5 separate regions of the Mus musculus genome follow, and regions 2, 3, 4 and 5 are each linked to region 1. The links are chromatin contacts, called in public Hi-C, HiChIP or PLAC-seq and promoter capture Hi-C maps. All regions are on one chromosome and are shown on one strand. The core of a region is the stretch at or near the end of the contact, and the rest is flanking DNA. Distances in the headings are between cores, read along the strand shown.

What was found. Promoter capture Hi-C pulls out the DNA fragments that hold promoters and counts their contacts. A called contact is a pair of places that touch in the nucleus more often than the background predicts. HiChIP or PLAC-seq counts read pairs in DNA pulled down with a chosen protein or histone mark. Capture Hi-C pulls out chosen DNA fragments and counts their contacts.
Region 2: a promoter capture Hi-C map of pre-B cells shows a contact between it and region 1, with 3 times the contacts expected there. The contact joins the promoter of Ypel1 here to the promoter of Thap7 in region 1. A contact is called at or near these places in 3 of 39 promoter capture datasets (cranial neural crest, neural stem cells and pre-B cells), 2 of 484 Hi-C or Micro-C datasets (the G1E-ER4 cell line and embryonic stem cells), 3 of 115 datasets of contacts at active chromatin or transcription factors (all in embryonic stem cells) and 1 of 9 other capture datasets (embryonic stem cells).
Region 3: a FOXA1 HiChIP or PLAC-seq map of pancreatic cancer cells shows a contact between it and region 1. The contact joins the promoter of Dgcr2 here to the promoter of Thap7 in region 1. A contact is called at or near these places in 1 of 39 promoter capture datasets (the 3T3-L1 cell line), 1 of 15 datasets of contacts at CTCF or cohesin (the NIH/3T3 cell line), 4 of 484 Hi-C or Micro-C datasets (CD4 T cells, embryonic stem cells and erythroblasts), 4 of 115 datasets of contacts at active chromatin or transcription factors (bone marrow-derived macrophages, memory CD8 T cells, microglia and 1 more) and 2 of 9 other capture datasets (adipose tissue and liver).
Region 4: a promoter capture Hi-C map of adipose tissue shows a contact between it and region 1. The contact joins the promoter of Ube2l3 here to the promoter of Thap7 in region 1. A contact is called at or near these places in 10 of 39 promoter capture datasets (the 3T3-L1 cell line, the C10 cell line, the HPC-7 cell line and 5 more), 1 of 15 datasets of contacts at CTCF or cohesin (pro-B cells), 9 of 484 Hi-C or Micro-C datasets (B cells, the Ba/F3 cell line, the G1E-ER4 cell line and 3 more), 10 of 115 datasets of contacts at active chromatin or transcription factors (the 230-238 cell line, the SCID.adh cell line, bone marrow-derived macrophages and 5 more) and 4 of 9 other capture datasets (adipose tissue, embryonic stem cells, liver and 1 more).
Region 5: a Hi-C map of the N1E-115 cell line shows a contact between it and region 1, with 6 times the contacts expected there. The contact joins the enhancer-like site here to the promoter of Thap7 in region 1. A contact is called at or near these places in 1 of 39 promoter capture datasets (cranial neural crest), 5 of 484 Hi-C or Micro-C datasets (CD4 T cells, CD8 T cells, the N1E-115 cell line and 2 more), 7 of 115 datasets of contacts at active chromatin or transcription factors (embryonic hindbrain, embryonic midbrain, embryonic stem cells and 4 more) and 1 of 9 other capture datasets (adipose tissue).

The regions. Positions count from the first base shown.
Region 1 is chr16:17,529,691-17,532,509 of GRCm38.p6, reverse strand. Thap7 (THAP domain containing 7) reads left to right here and starts at 1,458. Exons shown (of 5, transcript NM_026909.2): 1 at 1,458-1,485; 2 at 1,653-1,732; 3 at 2,125-2,280. The coding sequence starts at 1,653.
Region 2 is chr16:17,068,722-17,071,540 of GRCm38.p6, reverse strand. Ypel1 (yippee like 1) reads right to left here and starts at 1,402. Exons shown (of 5, transcript NM_023249.6): 1 at 1,178-1,402.
Region 3 is chr16:17,890,386-17,893,204 of GRCm38.p6, reverse strand. Dgcr2 (DiGeorge syndrome critical region gene 2) reads left to right here and starts at 1,477. Exons shown (of 10, transcript NM_010048.3): 1 at 1,477-1,819. The coding sequence starts at 1,741.
Region 4 is chr16:17,200,041-17,202,859 of GRCm38.p6, reverse strand. Ube2l3 (ubiquitin-conjugating enzyme E2L 3) reads left to right here and starts at 1,368. Exons shown (of 4, transcript NM_009456.2): 1 at 1,368-1,425. The coding sequence starts at 1,399.
Region 5 is chr16:17,814,071-17,816,889 of GRCm38.p6, reverse strand. It overlaps the pseudogene Zfp520-ps. Among named protein-coding and RNA genes, the nearest start is that of B830017H08Rik, 18 kb to the left of the region's middle. Within about 2 kb of position 1,384, at least 112 of the 459 cell types and tissues checked have an H3K27ac peak or open chromatin away from gene starts, as enhancers often do. A contact at or near this core is called in CD8 T cells, the N1E-115 cell line, extraembryonic endoderm stem cells and 2 more, where this site is marked.

The DNA of each region.
Region 1 (2,819 bases), core at 209-2,708:
CTATTGTCTGGCCACATCTTGTGGAGGAGCGCCCTGAAGACTGCCCCTAGGTGGAGCTCACTGCCCTTGAACAGGCCATTGAGTATATTAGAAAATGACCTGCCACATCCACACACACCCTCTTTATGCCCCACTGATGCCTTATGCCCCCTCCTGCCTCCCTCACACCCTAAGAACACTCATAGAACTCTTGAAGGCTCTTTGTCTTCTACCTCCCACACCCACCAACTATGTGAAATTAGAGATTCGTCCAAACTTCAGCACAAATAAAGTAACACCTGGGTTTTCCATGTTTTCAACTCACTTACTCTCTGCCCCTACACTGGTATCCCTACTGGGCCAATGAATTAAAAGAGGTTAGACAATCAAAAGGAGGATGGTACTCATGCACCCTGGGCCAAATCCATTCTTCTGAGTCTTGTGCAGCTCTAAGTACACTACTGAGCCAGCACATCGGTTGGTCCTTCTTGCCCCCTATTCCTTCAATGGGAGGCTTTATATAGGGATGAATGCCTCCAACAGATCAGGAAAAATCAAAACCAACTAAATAGGGGCTTCGATGACCTTTTCAGCCAAGACAACTCCTCTACAGGAGCATAACAGGCTACCCAACCTCGCCGGTACTTAGATCAAGTATGCCTTTGTGCCCTTCAGGCCTGGAGTCCCATAACCTCCCCTTCTGCATCCCAAGATTGTAATTGTTCACCTCTCTTCCCCCAGCAGAAACCCAAGGAACCCATTTCTGACTTTGTTCCTGCTACAAAAGTGAGCCTAGAATGTAAAACGCCTGATCCTGTGGTCAGAGAAATCCCCCTTCAAAGCATCACTGGGGAAACCGTGCTCTCGGAACACACCGGCTAGCGTCTCAGGGTTTGAAAAATGAACATTCCGATAACTGGACAGTTGCTACTTAGTATATTGGGACGGCCTCCCATAAGGTCACTATCTTCACCCAGGCCTTTACAAGGCCATTAAAAGAAAATGTTCTAAATGTGTCGTTAACATTTTATTTTGTGCATGTATATGGGGATCAAAGGACAATTACTGGACGTTGGTTCTCTCCTTCCAGCAGGTTGCGTCCTGGGGATCAAATTCAATCTTCAGGGTTGGTAGCAAGTGCTGAGCCACCAGTCCGTGGCCGAGTTCTTTCAGTAAAGAGCCCAGGTTTTTCTTGGTGGTGGATCTTTTTCAACCAGAGTGTGCGCGTACGTTGTTCAGGGAGCAGTACAGACCACACCCAGCTGCTTCGTCCAAACGACAGACGCTCAAACAAAACAGGGACCCGAAACTACAGATGCAGAAACCTCAACTCGGGAGCGACGATCGCCATCCCTCACTCCCAACATCCGGTGGCCCGCCCCGCCAGGATCTCTTCCGGTCCCGCCCCTTGGGGGCCCGCGCCACGGGCGACGGAGTATCTCTGCTCCCAACTTCCGCGTCGATCCACCCATCGCGAGATTTTGGCGGCGCAGCAATGGCAAGACCGTGAGTACCGCTGACGGGAGTCTATAGAACGAGCTAGGACAAGACTGGTACGGGGTCGGGCCTCGGGGAGCCGACCGGCTCGGGCCCTCTGGAGGGAGTGACAGTTGGGCGTGAAGACAGTCCTCCCCCGACTGCCGCCCACCACCCAGATCCCGCCCCTTCCCCAGATGCCGCGACACTGCTCCGCCGCCGGCTGCTGCACACGGGATACGCGCGAGACTCGCAACCGCGGCATCTCCTTCCACAGGTCAGCGCGCGTGCGTAGTGGCACGCGAGGGCTCATAGCGCAGGCGCCGGTGTTGCCGCACCTTAGGCCTCGCAGGAGACGGCGCTTTCCCGAGGTCGATGTGAGGCTTGAACTTGTGAGCGGGAGGGTGACAGGGAAGGGCGCATAGTCTCGAGTCCAGCCGGAAAAAGGACTGGACGCTTACCTGGCTTGGATTTACAGCTCCGACTCATTCCTGCTAGATGATGCTGAGCCGGCCCCTTTCTTTCTCTCGTTCTCAGTTTCTCCTTTCCCCCAGCGGGTGGTAATCTGAAAGGGTCGCGGGGAGGTCTGCCATTCTTGCTTGGGGAGCTTGGGCATCCTGAACGCAGGACTGTAGACAGTCTGGTGCTCACGGTTTTGTGGCTCTGCAGACTTCCCAAGAAAGACAACCCCAGGCGCGGCTTGTGGCTGGCCAACTGTCAGCGGCTGGACCCCAGCGGCCAGGGCCTGTGGGATCCGACCTCTGAGTACATCTACTTCTGCTCCAAACACTTCGAGGAAAACTGCTTTGAGCTGGTGGGAATCAGGTGGGTCTTTCTGCCAGCTAACACCAGGACAGGTTGTGAGGCATCAGAGCAGTGGGTCAAACGAGGCAGCTCTTTGCCCTGGTGGAGTCCATGCACATCCGCTGGCATGCTCAGAGACAAGCAGACCAGTTGTCAAGCGTGCCAAGCCTCTTTCCAGTTTTGTACAGTTAAAGCATGATCCCAGGATCACTGTGCCAGTGACATTAGAGAAAATCAGGCTTTCCAGGCTGGGGAAATAGCCCCCTTTGCTAAAGACGTGGTATGCAAGCATTAGGACCTGATTTCAGATTCAAGGACCCAAATAAAAAGCCACATGTGATTGCTTGTTCCTTTAATCCCAGTCCTGGAGAAGACAAAACAAAAAGGGGATCCCAAGGACTTATGGAAAAGCTAGTCTAGATGAGTTGTTGAGCCCTGTGTTGAGTTGAGAAACTTGTCTTTAAAAAAATAAGGTGGAAGGGCTGGAGAGATGGCTTAACCATTTTAGAGCATTACAGAGGACTGGGGTTCAATCTACCTCTGAGGGCACGGGTACACAT
Region 2 (2,819 bases), core at 153-2,652, 460 kb after region 1:
TTTTAGTGTTTCATATGGGCCAGCCCCTGGGCTGCTATATATCTGTGGTAAGTCAAGATTTTGGTCTAATCCCTAAGAAGACATGCTAACCACATAGTCCCTTGGCTAGGAACACATAGACCTAGGGATCCTGGTAGCAAAACTCTTCAAATACAGCACCCCTGACTTTTTTAAGAGCCCACAGTATGGCTGGAGAGATGGGCTGACATCCTTTAGCACCTGCTGCTCTTGTGGAGGATCCATAACTTCGGCTCTAGGGGATCCGATGCCCTCTTCTGGCTTCTCTAGATACCAGGCACACACACGGTGAATATACATGTGTGTGTGTGTTTATTTATTTGTACCCCACCATACACATGCACACAGACACCCACTGGACCAGCCCCTAGGGGAGAGGGAGACGGGTACTCAGCAAACATTTGTTAACACATCTACCAGAACACAGCAGAGGTAAAGGGCCCTGGGTGATGGGTGAGGGTGGCTTACTCAGAGGGGCCTGGAGAAGTTCCCCAGAGGAGGTGAGCCTGGTCTTGGAACTTCAGCGGAGCGAGGAGGAGTATGGTCAATTCTTTGACAAGATACATTAGTTAAGGTGAATACATTGTGGATACTTATAAGGCAACTGAATTAGAAAGACCTTGGGCTGAAAAATGATGTTTTCAACGTCTATTATCTATCCAAAACAGAATTCTGCCGGCTTTCTATCCTGGAGCTCAGTACACGATCGAAGATGACCATTTGTGCAGTTATTGAGTAGAGAATATCTTATTTAGTTGCTACTGTTAGCAATTTACATTGATAAAGCCTAGAGCCACAAGTGGTAAACAATGAGGACAATTCCCTTTAGTTATTATTGTACAGGCAACTTGAAAATGCCACCCCATAATATTCTTTTATTGGAGGTATCTTCTGTATTTATTTCTTTCCCCATTTTTTAAGGTAGGGGAAAAAACAATGGGGGGGGGGGGGCGAAGAAAAAAGAAAGAAAGAAAGACCGGGATTTTGCGTTGTCTTCTAATGACCCAAATACCAACAGTTCGGAACATCAGAACAAAAAGTCAACGCATCCTCCGCACTCCCGCCCGGCCCGCCCGCGCCCAACAGGTGCTTCCCCGCCTCCCGGAGCCGGAGATCCTCAGGTCTCCGCAGAGAACCCCTGAGGCCCGCCCGTACTCACGGCCGCTCCGCGGTCCGCTGCGCCCATCCGGCCCAGGCTCGGTCGGCGCGAGCTCGGTTTTCAGGCGGTCCCGGTGTGACCCGGGACGCGCTCCGGCCGTTGGCGCCCACTCCGGGCGCGAGGCATCCTCCTGCCGCCGCCTCGCGGGCCGCCTGCCCTTTGTTTTGGACCCGTAGCCCAGCCCAGCCGCCATAAACGGCCTCGGAACGTGGCGATGCCCAATCAGTGTCCGAGCCCCGCCCTCGCGTTCCCGCCGCTCCGCCCCTCCACGCTCCCCGCCCCTCGCCCTGCCCCACGCGTCCACCCGCGCCCCGCTGCGCTCGGGGGACTGGGCTGGAACGTGTCCGGGTGGAGCTCGCCAGGAGTCCGGTGGGCTGGCCTGACGAGGAACCCAGGCGAACCGGCAGGTCGCGGGGCCGGTGGGGAGGTAGGGTCCTGGAAGGCCAAAGGACCGAGATTTTCCACAGGTTTGCGCCTCAGGCTGCAGGCAGGAGGACCTCTGCAGCTGGGTCCCTAGAGCGCAAGCTTCTTCCCTCTCTCCATACTGACCACCCTTTCTCCACTCTCCAAGTCGCCATCCAAGAGCCTCCAGGTCTGCGTGGACTTGAATTATGGAACCCCAGATTAGATTTCCTACCCACAAAACACAGGCAGTATCACCCAGTCTCCATGCCCACATCTGCGCTTCTTCTGTTATTTTTTTCTTAGTCTCTTTAGATCGATTTTTCAAAGCACACTGCTGAGGGTGAATGTACACATTGCAGGACGTATTTGCGCCCTCTAGAGTGTGCTTGTTAGGATTTATTGTATTGAGGATACCCCTAATTGATTAGATTGTGGGCCCTTTGAGTTGCCATTTACTTAGTGAGTCTCCCAAGTGACTGATTACTCTATTTTTGTATTCGTCCTAGCTAGGGAGTCTCATGTTTTTTTGGCTTTTAGAATATGATCTCTGTAATTCTGTAATTCAAGCTGGCCTCAACTATGTAGCTCAAACATGATCTTGAACTTTATATTTTAAGCTTATTGTGTGAATAAGCACATGCCTGTGCACCAGAGGTTAGCTCTGCTTCTCACCTACCATATTGATCCTGGATTTGAACTCAGGTCAGCAGGCTTGATAGCGGCACCCTCACTCACTGAACCATCTGGCTGACTCTTCTATTTTTAAAGAATTTAAGCGGGAGAGATGGCTCAGCAGTTAATAGCACTGACTGCTCTTCCAGAGGTCCTGATTTCAACTCCCAGCAACCACATGGATTGCTCACAACCATCTGTAACGGGATCTGATGCCCTCTTCTGGTGTGTCTGAAGACAGCGACAGTGTATTCACATACATGAAATAAATAAATCTTTTAAAAAATGTGTTTTTTTTAATAGCTTAGAAAATAGTAGGTTTATATACGGCATTTTCCTATTTCCTTAGCATTGGTTAGGCCTCCTCCAGCCTTCCTTTCCTACCCATCCCACTTCTAACACCTACCTGTTCATATCATGGATACTCCAGTGCCCTTTTCCAGCGTCCTGACTTCTGGAAGCACTCCAGGAAAAACACACAAATCCAAACATTTCAAGCAGCTAGAATCTGCTTTGAGAGAGAACATGTATCATTTGATCTTCAACATTTTTTCTGTCTGCTGGG
Region 3 (2,819 bases), core at 228-2,727, 360 kb before region 1:
TCATTGCAGGTAGTTTTGAGCCACCATGTGGTTGCTGGGATTTGAACTCAGGACCTTTGGAAGAATAGTTAGTATTCTTACCTGCTGAGCCATCTCACCAGCCTGGGGCTTCACCTTTTAAAAGAGCACTTTTGAATGTGTTTTGGGCCCTGAGACAGACCTGGGCCGACTTCAGGTTCTTTATCTCCTGGCCCAGTGGTGGTAGTGGTGGTGGTGGGTTAAGGAGTTAACTCTGTGCTTTCATTGTACCGCTCAGCCAGACTTCTCACTTCCTGTCCTGCTCTTTTCTCTTCCAAACCTTTCCTGGACTCTTAACGGCGGCTCTGCAGGTGGACAGTTGGCAGGAAGACTGCACTTGGCTGAGTTCCCTCCAAAGGACCTGCCCAACTCAGAGCTCTGGCTGAGCTCCCAGGGCAGATTTGCAGTGGGGGTGGGTATGGGGGCAGAAGGCTAGGCCTGGATCTTGTACTCAGTGCTGGGAATGTGCCATAAAACTATCTGAGTGCCCAGAGCAGCACTGGACAGGTACCCTTGCTTCTGCCAGCAAGGAACCCCCCATCTGTTGTGACAAGTCCTATGTCCAACATCTTGGGCCAAGACCTGGTAAAGTTGGAATGTCTGACGACTTGACCTTGACTTTACCTACCTATAACAAGTTAGCATCTTTCACTCATGGCTCCATGTATCTATCGTAGGTTGAAATCCTGGGACTTTGGTGGAGGGGCAATAAGAGTGAGTCAGATATGCTGGAGGTGACTGGCCTTCCCCACTTTTCACTTCCTTCCCCTGAACAGATTGGTTTTTCATTTGCTGTCTCTCCTTCCACGTTCATGCTGTTCATGAAGGCAGGTGTGAGTTTAGCATGTGGAGCCTTGTTCCCAGGCTTTAGCCCTGTCTCTGCCTGGGCTTTTTTTCTCCATTGTATAGGCAGCTCCTTCCCCAGATCTGGTCCAGAGACTCTGGGCTTCTCTGTTAGATTCTGACATCCATTAAGCCATTTCCTCCTCTGTTGATATTCTTTGTGCCATTCCCTGATCCACAGAGACTGCTGGTCCTTTATTTTCACTAGAGCTCTTCACTTTCTTCACAGCCGTTCGGCGTTTAGAAGACCACTTTAGGGAATATGTTGGCACTGGGACAGACCTGGGCCTCCAGGAGTAAAGATCGTTCAGGTCCAGCTATACCTCCTCAATTCACTAATCCCGGATTCCCCACTCCTACCCACCCCAGACCCTGGCGCCAGCACTGTCAGTCCTTGTGACCCTACCAGCACTAGGGACCCCTTTTGGTACCTCGCTGCCAAGGCTGCGTCCCACCTCTCGGTTCAGCCAATGGCACGCCTCATTTCCTGCTAGCCCCGCCCTTGGCCCCGCCCACTCGCTCATTCCCTAGGCCTCTCGTGCTCATGCCCCGCCCCGCGTCTGGAGCTCGGGTCCTACCTCCCTCCGCCACCCCACCCCCCGCCCAGCTCGGCGTTCATTGGTTAGTGCGGGCCGGAGGCGGGGTGGCGCGGGCCGGAGCAGGACGGCCGCCATCTTGCGCGAGCCGGAATCTCATCCCGCTCCTGCGGCCTAGAGTGCGCGCGAGTCGGTGGCGTTCTCTTGCCGCGGCCCAGCTGGATCCCTCGCCTGCCGCCCCTCAGCCCCAGGTCGGAGTCCGGCCTTCACCCACTCCTCTCGGCCAGGTCCGGCCTCCCCGCGGGGTCACGCGGCTGCCCCGGGGACGATGAACGGAGGATAAATGGTGCCCAAGGCAGACAGCGGTGCCTTCCTGCTGCTCTTCCTGCTGGTTCTCACTGTCACCGAGCCGCTGCGGCCAGGTGCGCGGTGCTGAGGGTGGGGGCGCGGTCGGGGGTGGGGCTGCGGACGTCCGTTCCCCCGCGGCTGCTGGGGGCTACTGCTCCTCGGCCCGGCACAGGCGAGGCCTGGCCGCGGGCCTCTGGGCGTCCCCTGCCCTGGCACAAATTGGAGTGTACCAGGGTTCGGAGCCTCGAGGATGTTGCCTTTAGACCCAGGTCCACCGAGCGCCGCGTGCTCTGGGACCCACTGGCCAGGAGCTGCGTCTCGGGCGCACCCTTCTGCTTGGCTGAGTGGAAGTCTTGGAAGCAGCTTGTGGAGGCACCTGGTGCCCCAAGTGTCCGCCCAATTGTGGCCTAGTGCCAGCGTTTCAGCCCTGGACAGCGATGTCTGGTTGCTCATTGCCACTTAGTGAAACGCTTTATCACAGAAGTCCAGCCCTGCCCAAAGGAGGTACTGGGAGTAAACTGAGTACCAGGTGCAGGGGAGAGTCCTTTCAGCGGTGCCTGGCACTTAGTGCTTTGTGTGGTGTGATTAACTACTTTTGATACTCCCTTGGAGTTTTGTGTGGTGGGGAACCTCAGGTCCCTTTTCTGCTTATTTCAGATACTTCTGAACTGTGCCCCCCCCCCTGCAAAAAAAAACCTTCACTGCACCCTACTTCCGCAACAAAGCCAGGTCAATTTATCCATCAGGCACAGGAATACCAGTACAGCCTCACTGTCCCTTTAGGGATCCCAGCAGGGATGTCTTGTCTGTGAACTTTCAGAGACTCCTCTGTACTAGGGCGGTGGTAAGTAGAGCTCTTAATGCTTTTAGCAGAGGAAGGTTCCCATGAAGGAATGCCCCAGGCAAGTCTTCTATGGGTGACATCATGACTGGGTGTCAGAACAGGTGGGTGCACCCTCAGCAGTGTCCTATCTCAGCTCCCATCCTGCAACATATTTCAATGCTTGGCTTTGTGCTTTTGTCCCATGTGGAAATGTCTGCCAGAGCCTCAGTGACCAAGCCCAAGACAACACT
Region 4 (2,819 bases), core at 119-2,618, 330 kb after region 1:
GCCCATGTCTCAAAACAAGAACAACAAAACAAACAAACAAACAAAAAAAGAGTTATATTGTTTGAACCAAATTTGAAAACCTCTGAATTAAGTGTCCTGAATATTCTGCTGAATGAAAGCAATGCATTCTCTTCACATTTCTGTCGGCCTCATGTTGCCAGCTCTGTACTGCTAGTTTCTCCTTAGAGCTTCAGCCCTTTTGAGACATGGAGTCTGGGGTCTTGGTGGCCTAGCCCACCATTCCCCCACTGGTGTCAAGTGATTTTCCCTTAGGGAGTCTATTAATTTTAGATAGAAAGGGCATCAAAAGACCAAAGCAAAAATCCTTTCTAATGGGCACATGGATGTTACTCATGGAGTACAGGTACTTTCAGAACTTGAGGGTGGAAGCTGGAGGATCAGGAGTTTAAGGTCATCTTTAGTTATATAGTGAATTTTGAGGCCACCTTAGGCTACATGAGGCCTTATCTACATCTCATCTCCCAACCTCCAACACTTCTCCACTTGTAAAAGCACTGAGTGAGTGTAGGGTTTGCCTTCTGGCAGTTTCTTTCTTCCTCTCTGGATATTTCAGCCATTACTAGGATCATACTATGTAGCTAGGCTGGCTAGAATCTATATTCTGCTTGCCTCTGCCTCCCTCTGCAGGAATTAAAGGCACAATCCACTTATCTTCGGCTGCCCTGCACTGTCTTATTCATGGTATTTCTTCAGTGAGCCTTCCTGAGAAGCAGATCCTGTAGTTCTTGTGTGTAGGAGGCTGTATGTGAATGTTAGTGTGGGCGTGCACACACATGCATGTGGAGACCTGAGGTCCACAGAATTCTTTCCTTGTTTGTACTTTACAGGTTTTCTCCTTGAATCTGAGGCTCACCATCAATTCAGTTAGGCAGGTTAGAAAAAGAACTTCAGAGATCTAACTGTAACTTACCTCCCCTAGTGCTAATGACCATGCTTGCTTCTGTGTGGGTTCTTGGGAACCCAAATTCAGGTCCTTCTTGATCAGGCAGGCACTTTACCGATTGTATTACGTGTTCAGTAACAGAATAACTTTCTCATCTCCCAGTTTTGATTTCTTCACAATGTTTAGTAGTGCCTGAAATAATCTTGATTATTCTATTATTTTGTGTACACACTATTTATAGTGCACCTACTATGTGTCAAGCACTGTATGTACTTGCCATAGGATTGGAGGCGCCATAAAGTAAGGATCTTTAACTGTCCAGGTCACTCGAGTCTACACAGGATTCTATAGCCCTGGGACCTGCACACAGTAGGCACATTTCTCTATTCCGCGCTCTTCCCGGTTAGCCCCTCCCCCGCTCCAGGAAGTGAGGGGGTTCTAGCCGCCTGGCCTACCGCGATGCATTTTGGGAAAGCAGCAGCACCAGATCCAAGATGGCGGCCAGCAGGAGGCTGATGAAGGTAAAAGCCATTCTCTGGCGCTGGCCAGGCGGGGGGCGGCGTCCCCGGGCCGGGACCCCTACGGCGGGCCGCGGTTCCTTGGGGCGACGCCGTTCTTCATCCCTCATTGCGTGGCCCCGCTGTGCCGCGTGCGGAGAGATCTAACGGGGCCGCCTAGGCCGCAGCCTGGGCGGGAGCGCAAGGCCGCGCTGAGAGCCGCCGCTGCCGGCCCTTCGGATCAGCCTGGGCAGTTCTCGAGCCCCCTCCTCCTGGAGCGAAGCCGGGCCCTCCGTCGCAGCGGCCGCGGTCCGGGTCGAGGACGCCGTTGATGTGTGGGCCGGGCCTGGAGGCCCCAAGCTGGGCGCCCTCGGGGAAGAAAGCCGGAGCCCCGGCTGGGAGTACGCGCCGCGGAGCCGCCCGGTCCTGGGCCGCGGTCGCCGTTCTCTGAGCCCCATTCCGCCAGCCCACAGCTCCGGGACCGGGAGGCTGCGAGGCCCGAGACGGGAAAGGAAGGAGGAGGGCAGGCGGCCAAAGTTAGGTCAGTTAGTTGGTGGTCTTTTGAAATTGTGTTGGGTCCACGCAAACTGTCGCCTTGTGACTGCAGAGTCACACAGCCGACAAGTTCCAACTCTAGGAAGGCGTGGGGTCGTCTCCCTGCGTAGCTAGGTTCTCTTTTCTATCCACCTCTTAGTCATCCGCATCTCCTTTCCCTGATGAAGGGTGGGGGTTGGTTTCTGTCGTTGAAATCAAAACCTGCCAAAGTTTACGAAAATAACTTGGTATACGCACTTTGTATCTTGAATGTATGGGAGTGTCACTTCACTAATTGGCTCCTTTGGTGAAGCATACAATATAGGTGCTCAGTTGGAGTTTTTCACGAGTAGATCTGCGGACATCCTCTAAAGATAACCCGCCAGTGTTTGAGTGCTACCTGGTAGTGCGGCCGAGCTCTCGCCGGACCGGAAATAAAAAAGGTCGCAGGAGCTGGCTCTTGAGACCAAATTTGTATTTGGTTGATGGAGTCACTGGAAACAAAAGAAAGCCATTTGCTCACTGAAACCTAGAGAGAACATTTGATAAAACTAGAGTGGAAGTGGGCACAAAACAATTGTGATCAAACCCCCTTATCTGTTCTGCGGGTGACACTCCATCATTTACCTACAGGAAAGGAATGCTAATCACTTCCGTGTTCAAACCCCAAAAGTTGTCGTCCCTTCAGCCTTGTGGGTTTCAGTTTAGGAAGATTTCGTGACTGCATGCTGTTTTCTTGTAATTTGATGACATGAATTCATCTGCCTTTTCTCAGGTCCCCTTCTCTATCCTTTTCCATGGTTACCCTTCTTGGGCTCCAGAGTTCTTTTCTCTAAAGCAAGTATTTAGTCCTTTCCTTCTGGTTAAAATCCTCTCTGGTTTTG
Region 5 (2,819 bases), core at 135-2,634, 280 kb before region 1:
AGAGGACATCCTAGGAGGCAAACCCATCAAGAGGTCTGCTGCTACGTTTCTGATGTGTTCAAGCAGCGCCAGCTGTTGGGACGGAGTACTAAAGAGTGAGAGGAGGCAGTCCTCTTTCCCCTGAGGCACCACAGAACTGCTGGCTCACATTTTTAGACTTGAGTTTATGCCAGTGCAATCTGTGGGTGGATGTATCTGGGACTGAATCAGCTCCTGATCCCGAGACCTGATCCTGATCTCAGCCCTCGGGGATTGATTAGAAGCCTGGCTGGGTCTTCAGCTGGAAGAGTTCCTTTGGCGGTTCACTTGGGCACTCTGCTTTTGTGCCTCTGGACTTCCGGGTGCTTTTGGTTTTCTATTTAATTTTCTGGTTTATTTGCAACTCCAGTCCAGCAACCCAGTCTGAGCTCCAGGGCCATGCTTCTGCTCCGTACAGAAAACTCTGCTTCAATCTCTTAGAGATTGGAAGGTGGAGCCTGAGATAATTGGAGGACATTTACAATACAGGGCTATATCAGGCTTTGATTCTCAGGCAGGTCAGATGGGAGGCAGCCCAGGTAGTATCCTGGCCTGGGAGCTGCAGAATGACACTGCACTGGGGAGCGAGGCTGCGCTGTGGAAGCCAGCTCCTATTGCTAGTGGGAGCGACCTCATAAAGGAGAGCCTTGGCAGCCACAGTGGGACTGAGGAGGCTGTCCCTCTAGGGTGCCCCCTCTCCTTTGATCAAGGCACTCTCACTGAACACTCATCTGCCAGATGCAGCAAGGACATCCAGTCCACAAAGGGACTGCCTCAGAACCACCAAAGAGCACAGCAACCGTCAGAAGAGCCCAGGCAATCTACACGAGAGCACAGACAGCATGAGGTGGGTGGGCACTGACGCTGCGGAGAGCAAGTCAGCCAGTGCGGGAAGGTATTCCTGCAAAGCTCCCGGCCCTTTCGCTGCACTTGCGCAATGGCCTTCAGATGCCACGAGTGCAGCAAGGCCTCTGGAGCGCCGACCTCGTGGAGCACCAGCGCAGCCACGCTGCTACTCATGCCCCAACGCGCACCCGCGGTGCACGCGGGCGATCGGCCCTACAAGCGCGGTGCCCGCGAGAAGGCCTCCAGGGGCAGCTCGCTGTTCAGCACGCACCGCCCAGCGCGCATCGGGGTGAGACCCTACGCATGCGCCGCCGAGTGCGCCAAGGCCTTCAACCAGCGCACGCACCTCACCCGCCACCTCTACGGCCACACGGGTGAGAGGCCCTGCAGGTGCGGCTGTGGCAAGGCCTTCGCCTGCCACTCTTCGCTCACCGTGCACGAGGAGATCCACCGTGGCCACAAGCCACTCAAGTGCTGGGACTGCGCCAAGGCCTCCCACAGGCGCGCGGGCCTCGCCCTCCACCAGAGGGCGCACACGGCGACATGCCCTTCAAGTACTGCGAGTGCGGCTCTGCTGCCCCTGGGACATGGGGTGCACCAGCGCACCCACAGCGGGGAGAAGTCGTTCCGGTGCTTCGAGTGCGTTAAGGCCTTCAGCTTGTACTCCTACCTCATGGTGCAGCCAAACTGGCGAGAAGCCCTACAAATGCCACAAGTGCGGCAAGACCTTCACCCAGAACCACTGTCTTACCACACACAGGAAGGTTCACCCCGGGAGAGAAGGCTTTCCAGGGCGGGAAGGATTTCTGCTGGAACTCACACTTGGAGCGCCAGAGGTTGCACTGTGAGGAGTTCAATAGGGGCTTGCTGAGCTCCATGCCTGGCAGCCTGCTGGATGCAGGGAATACCAAGGCGAGTGGCATGGACCCCATAAATGCTTTGAGCATAGCAAAGCTGTGTGTGATACAACTGACCCCTGGAGAACAAATCTGTCAATCAGGGTGACACTCGCCGGTTACTTCCCCACTCTCCCAAGTCATCAGCTCTAGATTCTCAGAGCCAGACGACTGTCCCTCCAGGTGAAAAAGCCTGGCTTGACCTTAAAGTAGTCTCTCACAAGCCATTCCCTCCTACTAGATATGGTCATGGCTAGGGAAGAAGTCATCCTACCAACATGCTTAGTGGGGCCAGAGCCATGAGAGTTTTTGCAGCTAGACACAGGCATTTTTCCTTCTCTCTCTCTCTCTCTCTCTCTCTCTCTCTCTCTCTCTCTCTCTCTCTCCTCTCTCTTCCTTCCTTCCTTTCTTTTTAAAAATTGTCTTATTTATTTATTTATTTATTTATGAAATAGAGTTTCTCCGTGTAGCCCCGGTTGTCCTGGAACTCTTCCCACAGATCAGACTGGCCTTGGCCTACCAAGTGCTGGAATGAAAGGTGTGCATCACCTCCTCCCAGCTGGCATTTTCTTTTAAAAGAAAATAAGGGCTGTGCAGATGTGTAAGTGGGTAAACTGCTTTTTGCCATGCAAGTGTGAAGGCCTGAGTGTGCACCTCCATAACCTGTGTGAAAGCCAGGTGTAGTGGACAGGTGTACGCCCACCTCTGAGCAGAACAGGAACCAGCAGGCTCTTGAAGCTCTCCAGCCAGCCAGTCTAGCTGAACTAGTGAGACCCTGACATTTCCCAGTGAATTTTTAATTGTTATTTAGGTGCTTTGCCTACATGTATGCTAGTGCATTGCCTGGGTGCCTGGTACCCACAGAGGCCAGAAAAGTAGATTAGATCCCCTAGGACTGGATAAACCCGTGTCCTCTGGAAGAGCAGTCCGTGCACTTTCTACCAAGCCATCTCTCCATCCACAGAAACCTGGCTTGAAAAATAAAGTAGATCCACATGTGGTAGCTCATGCCTTTCATATCAGCACTTGGGAGGCAGAGGCAGGAGAATCTCTGTGAGT